Regions from separate parts of the Sus scrofa genome. Here regions 1, 3 and 4 are each linked to region 2. A link is a contact called in public Hi-C and HiChIP or PLAC-seq data. All regions are on one chromosome and are shown on one strand. Each heading gives the region's core, a stretch centred on a gene start, on an enhancer-like site or on the middle of the called end of the contact. The rest is flanking DNA. Distances are from core to core; before and after follow the strand shown.

Region 1 (2,700 bases), core at 58-2,557, 100 kb before region 2:
ACTAGCTGTATACGGGTCATGATTTGTACAGTGATATTTGTTCAACAAATTAGAAGCATTTGCATGGCAGGTGGAAGTTCAGTGTGATCTCCTTGGTTCCCTCAGGCTGCCAGAGCCTGGGGTGTCCAGTTTCAGGCTGGAAGTCTGAAAGCCTCCAAGGACATTTTGCTTCCTCTCTTCAGATCCCCTGAGATGTTTCCTTCCAAGTCCAACAAGGTTTTATCGCTTTGGGGTTACAGTAACAATCCCCCAGGTCGGTGTCTTTAAATTTCCTTCTCAAAACCTGCACCGACGGCCAATACCATCACCTTTCTAAAACTGCGATGAGAAATCAAACAGCAGAACACGGTCACCCAAGTGGAAACTTTTATAATGCATTAAATCTATCATTGCCTGTTCTCGTAAGAGAGTCCTGACGAATATTAATGACCATCAGAAAATAGAACCCTAATTTTTTTTTTTATCTCACTCAAAAGTGACATTTTCTCCCAACATGTGCCTCTTGTGTTTCAGCTGTAAGGAGTACAAAAATCTGAATTCCTTTTTTGCCATCGTCATGGGACTAAGTAATGTTGCTGTGAGCCGCTTGGCACTAACGTGGGAGGTAAGCTTCCGCTGCGATCCAGCTGTGACTTTTGCCTTAAGAATTAAAAACAGAGGCTCACTGGGGTGCTTTAATAGAAATAGCATACACTTGTACAGCAGTGGGAAAGGTGGGACACTTGGAGGGAGGTGACCTGTCTCCTTTTGCCTCAGCATGTGAATTGTAAAAGGTATTGTCCTTTGGTGTCTTGGGGGGGGGGGGAGGTCTTAGCTTCTTGGTAAATAAGATGTAAATAAAAATAAGCTGAGAATCAACAGCGTTGCTTGGATGACTTCAGAGGTTTTGCTTATACGTCCTGCTGTTCTCTGGAAGGTCTTCTTCTTGCTGTTGAAAGAAGCCTTATCGGTAATTAAGCGAGGACAGAAGATCCCTTTGTATCCAGGTAGTCACTTTGCTCCTGGGAGAATAAGCCAGCAGGCCGACTGTGTGGCCCAGCTCAGTACCCATACCAAGTATCTCTTAACCACCTTTCAGACCTCTCTGTGTATGGAGAGAGGAACAAGAGTTGGTTAGAATTCGCTTTGGTGCTGAAGTTATGCAGGTGTGTTGTGAATTTCTGTAGCCAATATTAGTGGTTTGTGGCTAGTTGGTTATTTGTGCTAGAGAACATCCTTATTTTCCATTAGCTAAGTACTCAAACTATGCCTGACCCCTTACATGCGGTCTATAGTCAAAGAAATACTAATCTCTAATAGAACATACACACCAAAATAGACTCGTACTAAAAATAAAAAAGTATGTGTAAGTGGGACACAAAAAGAGGGCAGGGAGGAGGTAACAGAGACTTCATTTGCAGTGATGCTTTAAAAAGCCACCAAAGGCAGCTGTTTGCTTCTCCCAATGTTTTCCTTGAAATAGGTCCTTCCGGCTTCCCTCTTGAAATTGTTTTTTTTCCCTGTTCCTCCTCAGTGTTTGCACTGTTGACAGGACAGGTCCTCACACGTCCTTCTGTCTTGGGTTTCTCTGAAGATTCCAGGCAGATGCAGCACACAGCAGCTCATCCCCTGAATATAGGAATGAGGGAACGGGTGAGGCCTGCATGCCACGTGGCTGGGTCATCTTCCAGCTAGAAAAAGCTGCCGCTGCCAATAAAATCTAAGCCATGAGGCCAGGGGGCAGCCTCCCCTTCTTGGAGCCCACGGCTCTTGGAATCTTAGGAGACCGAGGTTCCCTCTCAAAGAGTCTGCTTTCCCCAACCTGGTTTCAGCTTTTAACCCTCTCGCTGAATCCACAGGGTTTGGTTGGGAAGAACAAAGAAGGTATAAAACCTCATGGGGTCCAGGAAGCAGCCAGACATTAAGGCCGTAGCATGGGGGAGCGCTCCCAGAGTCCCCTTTCCTGGCCGAAAGAGAAAAACCCGGAGGCTGCCTGGGGGAGGGAAAGAGTTCTCTGGCCAGCCCTTCATTCCTCAGGGAGGAGGAAGGAGGAGCACTTGGGCCTGGGAGCTTGTGTTTCCATCCTTGCGTGTTGCTGAAAGGAGGAGAGTCCCCTTTCATCACCTATAAGCCTTTATCTCTAGAGGCAAAATGTAACTGAATCATCTGTAGGAAGCGCTGTCCTTCATAAGCATCTTTGCTTTGGTGTATCTACCTGTCCTGGCCGAGCCCCTCCCACGTGCTTCTCGCACGAGTCGAGTGAGTGGCAGGATGGCAGCAGGAGCAGCGTGAGAAATGGGGCCTGCCCTCTGGGAAGCAGAGAACACGTGTGAGACAGTCAATGAACAAAACGGAAAACAGAGGGAAGCCACGTGGCAAAGGGAATGGCTGGACATGGAGGGGAAAGACCCATTTGAGAGAATGCCAGAGGGAGTGAGACCTCGGAGCCAAGTTTCTTGGCCTTGACGGTGTTGACATGTTGGGCAGGAGCCCTCTTTGTTGGGGGGGGAGGGGCTGTTCTGAGCCACATGGGAGGCTTAGCAGCATCCCTGGCCTCCGCCTACTATAGACCAAGAGCACCTCTCACCCCACCCACCCTGATCTGGGCAATAAATGTCTGCAGATATAACCAAACATCCCCAGGTGGTGGGGGGGCGGGGGTTGCAAAATTGCCCCCAGTGGAGGACCCCTGCTCTGGGAGCATGGGGTGCGGATAGATAA
Region 2 (2,700 bases), core at 189-2,688:
GTGTCCTTCTCATCACCATCCAGTGCCTTTGAAGGTGAGGTAAAATGACAGGCGTCACCATATACCTGGGTGCTAAAGAGCTAAAGAGCTTAGTTTTCCTCTTAATGGTTAGATGATTTGGGGAATTCTCTGATTACCTGCATCAGGAAATTTTTTTAGCATGACAATTTTTGTCAATCCTAATTTATCAGTTCCCCAAAAAGAATGCTAAATTCCTAGTCCTTATCAAAGGGAAAATTCAAATATTAATCTGAATCACAGACTAGAAAATGTTTTTTTTTAAACCTCTATTCACTCATCTCCCCACTTCCATATCTTCAACTAGATGAACGATTTACAAATTTTATATTTCCCTCCTGAGCTCTTTTCAGAATCAGTTTCCTATTTCAACTGCTGCATCTCTATCGGTTTTTCCTCCCATGACCTCAAACTCAACAGGAAGCCAGTTCCTACTCCACCGATCTCTATTTCTGTCAGTGACACCATCATTCTTCCAGTCACTCAGGTCTGAAAATCTTGGCATCATCTCTGACTTTCTTCTTCTCTTCCACATCTAGTGGCTCACCAATTTCCGTGGCCTCTTCCTGAAGCATGTCTCTCAAGTCCCTTTCCTCTTTCCTAATTCTATTTTGTGCACGCCAATTCAAGCCCTCACAATCCCACGACCAAGTAGTGACAATATGATGCTTCCTAGTTTTGTCTTAGCAACCCATCCTACAGCCATCTTGGACTGAATTCTGCCTCTGGAAATCACCATTAAAACAAAAATCACAAAAGCCTATTTTACCCCTTTGATCCCAACTTTGCACAGTTCTCCAATGTCCATAGATGGTAACATTCAAGCTCAAAGCCCTGGATCACGCTGGCCATACCTTTGCAAACTCTTCTTCTGTTTCCTCCACAGAACCAGAAATCCTCTACTCGACCATGACTTCTCCGCCCTCGTACTGATTTCCACTTTTGCTCATACCTGGAATGGAGTCTAGTCTCCTCATCTGAACTTGGCTTTGCTAAAGTCACCAACCAGGGCAGCAGACCATGACCCCTTCTCAAAATTCCGTGGTATCTTGATGGTTCTACTAAGGCGGCCTTCAGCCCTATCTCCTCCGAAATATCTGTACGTCGGTCCCCTTCCCAAGTAGATAATTAACTTCCGTTGGGCACGAAGCAGCCTCCCACCTTTTTGCATCCCAGCGCCCTTTTCACGGTAAATGTTTGTTGCTAAGGATGAGTGGAGGGAAGACATATGAGTGTTATGTCGTTAAAAAGATGTGAAGACATAAAGGGGTGCAGAGGCACAGCCCTCTCCCCGCTTCCCCACGATAGGGGTGCCATCTGAGGGCGGCAGCAAGGTGTCCTCAGGATGCAGCCGGGGAGCCCAAGCGCCCGCCCCCGCCCGGCTGGCTTTCGGGCGCCTCTGCTCTGCGGCCCGGCCGGTGGGTGTGCGGGGCACCGGCAGGAAGGCCCGGCCTTTCCTCGCTGGGAGGTAGGTGGTGCTGTTGCCGTGACTGTCTCCCTCATTGGCGCCGGGCGGAGAGGCGGAATGTTCAACTCCTGACTCGGGCGGAAGCGTGGAAGCCGCGCCGGCCGCCGTCCTCTCGACCCCGGTCGCCGCCCGTGCCCTGGCCGTGTGCGGGGCCTCGGCGCCCCCGGCTGCTGCTCGCGTCCGGCCCGGGAGCCAGGTAGGGGACCAGGCCGGAGGCTGTGGGGGAGCGGGTGCGGGGCAGGCCCGCCGCGATCGCGAATCGTCCCGGCGTCGCGGGCCCAGGCCTTGTCGGGATCGGGGCCCCCACCGGACACCCCTGCCCGACCTGGAGCCGGCGTCCCCTGCTCTCGCGGCGTTGCGCGGCTGGGAGCAGATCGGGAACTTTGCGCGGGTCCCACGCAGAAGTTGACGCCCGGAAGAGCAAGGCGCAGCGGGAGCGTCCGGGGCGGTCTCGGCCCCCGGAGCGCGGCGCGGGCGTGGGGCGCCCTTCGGACGCCGGGACGCTAGTCTCGCTGGGGGTGACCCGAGCGTCTCTCCGGAGGTGAGGCGAGCGTCTCCCAAATCAGAGCAGGGCGCAGGCCGCTTCCCAGCAGAGGTTCTTGCGTGCGAGGCGAGCCCACTAACTTCAGTTTTCCTGTGGGTCGGCCGGGAGCCCGCGTCCCTCCGAGAGCGGCCGCGCCGGCTCTGCTCGGGGCACCGTGGTCCTCGTGCCCTCCCTCACCTCAAGTGTCCCGTGTTCCTTCGGCGGGCGCGGGGGCGGCTCATTTGCCGACCCGATGGCGTTCCCCGGTTCCTGGGCTTGGAGACATGCACCAGGCCCGGAGGTGCAGGCTGAGGCGGCCGCCACGCCTCGCCGGCTCCTGACAGCTTGCAGGAAAACTTTAATCCAAAACTGGTCGGAAGGCATCGAATTGCCTACAAAATGGGGCAGTCGTTGTTAGATTGCTGAAAATGTATGTTTCTGATGCGCCTCCGGGTCTTGCATAAGCACTGTTTATGGGGAAACTTAATTACTATTTTTGTTGGTTTCTTTAATAATGAAAGCAGCACCATTTAGTGGTCTATTCCAATGATATTACAATACGCAGCTTCTCATGAATGGTAGTGTATTAGAATCAACTTACAGAACTAATTCGATGATTTTTGAGCTAAGGTGGTTGTTAAAGTATATTCATATTTTAACCCTAAAGCCGTTTTATGCTTTCCTGATGTCA
Region 3 (2,700 bases), core at 176-2,675, 110 kb after region 2:
CAACTTACTGTGCACATAGTATTTTAGGTCATTGCTTTTCTAACTCCTGCATTCCTTTTCTCTCCTTTCCCTTATTTATTTACCAAGTTCCAAGAGTATCAGTGGCAACCGGGGGGAAGCCATTTTTGCCACATTTTGTGACGTAATCGGCCAGCTTGTTTGACACATGAAATGGAAAGATCATAATTCTGTGTTGTTCTCTACTTAGACACAGTATCCAGAAAACATGACTTATTGTAGGAATTAGTTCTACTCATTTTGTATACTTAATAGTACCTTAAAAAATAGTAATCCGTTGCAAAAACCTTTTTTATTTGCCCTGCCATGGGAAAGCAATTCAGATTTTATTTTAGATTTAATGTAAGTTTGGAAATCATCCTTGGAATTGAAATATTTTTGATACACAAAAGTCCCTAAACAAGGTGCCTGGTTCTTTTTCCCTCTTAAATTCCTGCGTAGACAAATGCTTTCTGAAGCAATTTAAATTCCATTTATTTTTGTCTTTTTATTTTCCATTTTCCTAACTGAATGTTTCTAAATTTTATTTATAACTGTCACAGTTGTTTTGGAAACCAATTAATCTAAATAATGAATGCTGATAGTTACATTTGTATTCTAGCAACCCCTAGAAAGCAAGTGTGTCCAAATTTTACTGGGGCAATTAACTCCTTTGCATTTTGCTACTCCAATCTGTACAAACATTTTTTTACAAAACGAATACAAGGATATTTAGCCGTCAATGAGGAAAGCACCTCATACTTTGCTTTCACTGGGACGTCGCACAGGGACTTCCAAAAAGTAATAGTCTTTCCTTTGGGGAATTATCTTGTCCGTTTAAAGTTTTATCAACACCTGCCAAATTCTTCAAACAGAAAAAGTGAAAATTAAAAAAAAAAGTTTCATGCTAAATGCTGCTGCTTGAGTGATACTTCATTACCTTATAAGAGTAATAAGCGCAAGGTTTAGGATGGTGTACTTAAGGCTTTAGCTGTGTTAATTAACTTAATTGTGTATTCATGCATCAGACATCTCAAATCAGCCTTAAAATTTCACATTCTTCAAGACATTTTCATGTCACAGCATAGCCACTTCTCTCCATGTCAGGAATACACAGGGGCCACCTGTTTGTAAGCAGGGTAATGTGCTCTTACTGGAAATTGCCTGAAGCATTGTGGAAAAAGGAATACACTTACATAAATGTAAGCACATAACACAAGCAGTCCTTGACTTAAAACACTTCACCTTACAGACATTTGCATTTAGGGTGCTCAGCCAATTACACCCATCTTATTACTTAATGGCACTTAGGAAGGATAGATAGCAAACAAATCAGCTGACACCAGTCACTCGGCTTCCTGTTGTGCACACTCGGCTTAAGCTTTCCTGGCCTCCAACCTGTAAACCTCACCCCTCCTGGTCCCTTCCCCTGCAGCAGTCCCTGCAGAAGGGACAAGTCCTTTGGCTCCAGATCAGCCGGGTCATTCCTGGAGTTTCTCAAGAGCCCTGGCACTTTGCCACGGAAGGACAGGACGAGAAGGAACAGGACTAAATAGCAAACTGGAACTAGAAGTAAAAAACAGGGATGGAGAAAATGGGAGTGGACCATGGGACAGTGTCCAGAACTACACAGTAATCAAATAATACACCACTGTCTGGTGGCTAATGAATTAATCTGAAAGGAAAGTTTGGCCTCAGGTAAAAAGAGTGAGGCAGAGAAGAGACTTGTTTATTTATAGTCGCAAGTAATACTTAATATTTAAAGTAGCCTACTAAAGGAGGAAGAAATCAGTGCTTTCGGAATGACTTCGGCCTCTCCGACAAAGCTATGTGTAGAGCTTAGAGAACGTGTGAAATCGGAAGGCTGATCGTTGTTGATTCTGTTTTTAATTCAGCCATGCCCTTTGGTTTCACTGTGATTGAAGCCACTGAAGCAACAAGATATTGAGAAATCAGAGAATGAATAATTCATTTCAGATAAGAGTTGATTCATGCATTTTGAAATAGGCATCGCTTAACATCACTGCAGAGAGAATTATTCCTCCAAGGCAGAAAAAGATGCTTTTCTTTCTGAGTGGAAAGAAGAATGGAGGGCAGACCAGCCAGTATATCTGAAATTGCTACAAGTCAGTCAGCAACCTGTAAAAGGAACAATGAAAGCAAATAAACCTGGATCCAGTCTCCAAATGATTCCAGATCTCCCCAAAGTGACACCTGTCAAATCTCTTTAAAGAAACCTTCTGTTCTAAAATTGATGGAGGTATTTTTCAGCCTTCTTAATTGTTTGCAATAAAAATAAGGCGGAGTTGTAGGAAGCTCTATAAAACCATTACATAGAATTTTATATGATTGTGATTACAACTGTTTATGTACACTAAATATTCTATAAATGTATACTATATGTTCTACACAAATAATGTATAGTACTTTTTCTCATAACATCTGCATGAGGAAGAAAGTGTCTATATTTAAAGCTTTTGTACTTGAATGTTTTTTGAAATTCTTTTTCAGCAAATATAGAAACTATCTAGCTCTACCTCTAATAATAATTAAACAGTTTCTACCAGAAAAAGTATTCAGGAATTTGATTTTTTTTTTTTTTTAAAGGCTGCGCCTGCAGCATATGGAAGTTCCCAGGCTAGGGGTCAAATCAGAGTTGCGGCTGCTGGCCTACACCACAGCCACAGCAATGCCAGATCCGAG
Region 4 (2,700 bases), core at 157-2,656, 85 kb after region 2:
CCATCTGTAGTTATATCCTAGGAGTTTTTAAACTAAGAATTTCCCCTTGTCCCTTATATCCCACTGTTAAATACGTAGTCCTGAGCTCTGTGGGATAAAAATAAGAGGTATGCTCTACTGGGAAGATTGGTGTGCCTTTTCTTTTCAAGCCCGTCCTGTTCCTAAGAGGCCTGGTTCATTCGCTGCACACTTTTGTGATACCAGCCCAAGCCTAGGAAGAGAGCTGTCTTAGTCTGTTCAGGTGCTGTAACAATGCCAAAGATGGAATGGCTTGTAAACAACATTTATTCCTCACGGTTCTGGAGGCTGGGAAGTCGAAGATCAAGTCATTAGCAGATTCGGTTTCTGGTGAGAACACGCTTTCTGGTTCACAGATGGCCGTGTTCTTGCTGTATCTGCACATGGCGGGGGGAGGAGGTGAGAGAGCTCTCTGGGGTCACTTTTATAAGGGCACTAACTAATCCCATTCAGGACGGCTCCACCCTCTTGACCTGATGAACTCCTACAGGCTCCACCTCCAAATACCGGCACATTGAGGGTTAAGTTTCAACATCTGAATTTGGGGGGAATGTGGTCAGTCCGTAGCAGGGAGCCTGTGTGAAATGTAGCCCCACGACTGAGCATCAGGGCTCCCATTTCTCAGGGTGTGGTAGTGGAGCATCTTGCACAGTGAGTATGGGAAGTGTGGGCTTGATAAGAGGTTGGCTTACTTGTACCTGTGATTTTGGAAATGTATATGGTAAAATGCAGGAGTTGCCATTATGGCTCAGCGGGTTAAGAACCTGACAGTCTCTGTGGCCTCACTCAGTGGGTGAAGGATCCAGTGTTGTCACCAGCTCAGATCTGCTGTGGCTGTGGCTGTGGCTGTGGCCCATAGCTGCAGTTCCAATCGACCCCTAGCCTGGGAACTTCCATATGCCTTAGGTGTAAGACCAAAAAAAAGAAGGAAAGAAGGAGGGAAACTGTACAATGCATTGGGTAGAAAATTGGAACTTCGGAACTGGAAAGTTTAAAACTAAGCAAGCTTCTGCATTCTGAATCCGAAAAAGTACAATGAGGGTATGCTTGGAGAGTAGCCAAGCAGGGAAGGGCTTTCAAGAAACTGTGCCCATTTGATTGTTGCAAGCTGTAGAACCTGCAAGAGGCAACTTGTAGCCATCATTCTGAAAGTTTAAATCAACAATGAGCTGGTGAACATAATTTCGGTGTGGCTTCTCCTGTGGTTATATAATGTATTGACTTTCATTCTTATGAAATAGTAGCCTTAACTCTTATGGGTGTAAAAAGAACAGAAAGAATATTGGAGCAAATCCACACCCATGGGCATTTTACTCTTCTCACTGTCCTGTTCAGAATAAACATTTACCTACCATGAACTCTCAGTGGCAGTTATTTAAACACAATGTTACTGTCGTGAAATGCTATTTGTTTATCCACTCTTTGAATATTATTGCATGCTGCCCACATACGTAACGTATCTGACCTTCCTCCCTCATGCGATATTGTATTAGATATTTTGCAGGATGAGCACAGTAAGAAAGCCTTCTCTCAAGAGCAGCAGGCCACAGGAGCAAATGGCAGAAAGGAGAGGAAGATCATTTAATAAAACACTGAGCCAGACTCTGAAGCCGTGTACTCAGTGTCCAGCACCTTTGTCTCATGGTCTCAGAACACATTCAAGAATAACCCAAGTGAACACTAGTTTGTTCTGGAGCCATGTCAAGAGAAACTCATAACTCAGAGGTTAACTAAACTAGTTTTTATATGCCTAGGGTAGTTCTGGGAAGGTTCCTGATCCAATCCTAGGGAAAAATCAGAATTTCCATGCAAATCAGTATTTTAAATGTTATATTTATATGCTCTGGTCTTTACACAACATGCTTTATTGCTTTTTTTTTTTTTTTTTTTTTTTTTTTTTTTTTTGTCATTTTGCTATTTCTTTGGGCCGCTCCTGCGGCATATGGAGGTTCCCAGGCTAGGGGTCGAATTGGAGCTGCAGCCATCGGCCTACGCCAGAGCCACAGCAACACTAGATCCGAGCCGCATCTGCAACCTACACCACAGCTCACGGCAACACCGGATCATTAACCCACTGAGCAAGGGCAGGGATCGAACCCGCAACCTCATGGTTCCTGGTGGATTCGTTAACCACTGTGCCACGATGGGAACTCCCACTTTTTTTTTTTTTTAAGTGTATTGATTTACAGTGTTGTGCCAGTTTCTGCTGTACAGCATAGTGAGCCAGTCATTCACATACGTACATTCTCTTTCTCATGTTATCTTCCATCATGTTCTATCCCTGGAGATTGGATATAGCTCCCTGTGCGGTGCAGTAGGACCTCATTGCTTATCCGTTCTAAATGGAATAGTTGTCATCCACTAACCCCAGACTCCCAGCTGATCCCACTCCCTGTTCCCTCCCCTTTGGTAACCACAAGTCTGTTCTCTATGTCTGTGACTCTGTTTCTCTTTTGTAGATAGGTTCATTTGTGCCATGTTTTTGCTTTTTTCTGATTAAAAAATTACATAGGTTATTATAAAGAATTTGGGGAATATGTAAAAACTTTAAATCATTTGTGATTCTTTTTGCTACCTAGAGATAACCACAATTCATATGTCATTTTATTTCTTCCCCATCTCTCTTGTTATACATATAATTCTTTTTTTTTTTTTTTAATCATGTCTTCTTGAACTTTGAGG

What was found. Hi-C and Micro-C count contacts between places; a contact is called where the count stands out from the background. HiChIP or PLAC-seq counts read pairs in DNA pulled down with a chosen protein or histone mark.
Region 1: a contact with region 2 is called in an H3K27ac HiChIP or PLAC-seq map of skeletal muscle. The contact joins the enhancer-like site here to the promoter of MAP3K20 in region 2. A contact is called at or near these places in 1 of 5 promoter capture datasets (skeletal muscle), 10 of 47 Hi-C or Micro-C datasets (brain, embryonic fibroblasts, fetal heart ventricle and 4 more) and 2 of 2 datasets of contacts at active chromatin or transcription factors (alveolar macrophages and skeletal muscle).
Region 3: an H3K27ac HiChIP or PLAC-seq map of skeletal muscle shows a contact between it and region 2. The contact joins the enhancer-like site here to the promoter of MAP3K20 in region 2. A contact is called at or near these places in 1 of 5 promoter capture datasets (skeletal muscle), 8 of 47 Hi-C or Micro-C datasets (liver, skeletal muscle and subcutaneous adipose tissue) and 2 of 2 datasets of contacts at active chromatin or transcription factors (alveolar macrophages and skeletal muscle).
Region 4: a Hi-C map of liver shows a contact between it and region 2, with 8 times the contacts expected there. The contact joins the enhancer-like site here to the promoter of MAP3K20 in region 2. A contact is called at or near these places in 1 of 5 promoter capture datasets (liver), 2 of 47 Hi-C or Micro-C datasets (embryonic fibroblasts and liver) and 1 of 2 datasets of contacts at active chromatin or transcription factors (skeletal muscle).

What each region holds. Positions count from the first base shown.
Region 1 is chr15:79,069,309-79,072,008 of Sscrofa11.1, forward strand. It overlaps RAPGEF4 (rap guanine nucleotide exchange factor 4), which reads left to right. Exons shown (of 31, transcript XM_021075197.1): 26 at 514-604. Among named protein-coding and RNA genes, the nearest start is that of MAP3K20, 100 kb to the right of the region's middle. Within about 2 kb of position 1,308, at least 8 of the 83 cell types and tissues checked have an H3K27ac peak or open chromatin away from gene starts, as enhancers often do. A contact at or near this core is called in skeletal muscle, where this site is marked.
Region 2 is chr15:79,173,075-79,175,774 of Sscrofa11.1, forward strand. It overlaps MAP3K20 (mitogen-activated protein kinase kinase kinase MLT), which reads left to right and starts at 1,439. Exons shown (of 20, transcript XM_013990583.2): 1 at 1,439-1,682.
Region 3 is chr15:79,281,281-79,283,980 of Sscrofa11.1, forward strand. The region is part of intron 4 of MAP3K20 (mitogen-activated protein kinase kinase kinase MLT); the gene reads left to right. Among named protein-coding and RNA genes, the nearest start is that of MAP3K20, 110 kb to the left of the region's middle. Within about 2 kb of position 1,426, at least 13 of the 83 cell types and tissues checked have an H3K27ac peak or open chromatin away from gene starts, as enhancers often do. A contact at or near this core is called in alveolar macrophages, liver and skeletal muscle, where this site is marked.
Region 4 is chr15:79,258,570-79,261,269 of Sscrofa11.1, forward strand. The region is part of intron 2 of MAP3K20 (mitogen-activated protein kinase kinase kinase MLT); the gene reads left to right. Among named protein-coding and RNA genes, the nearest start is that of MAP3K20, 85 kb to the left of the region's middle. Within about 2 kb of position 1,407, at least 3 of the 83 cell types and tissues checked have an H3K27ac peak or open chromatin away from gene starts, as enhancers often do. A contact at or near this core is called in liver, where this site is marked.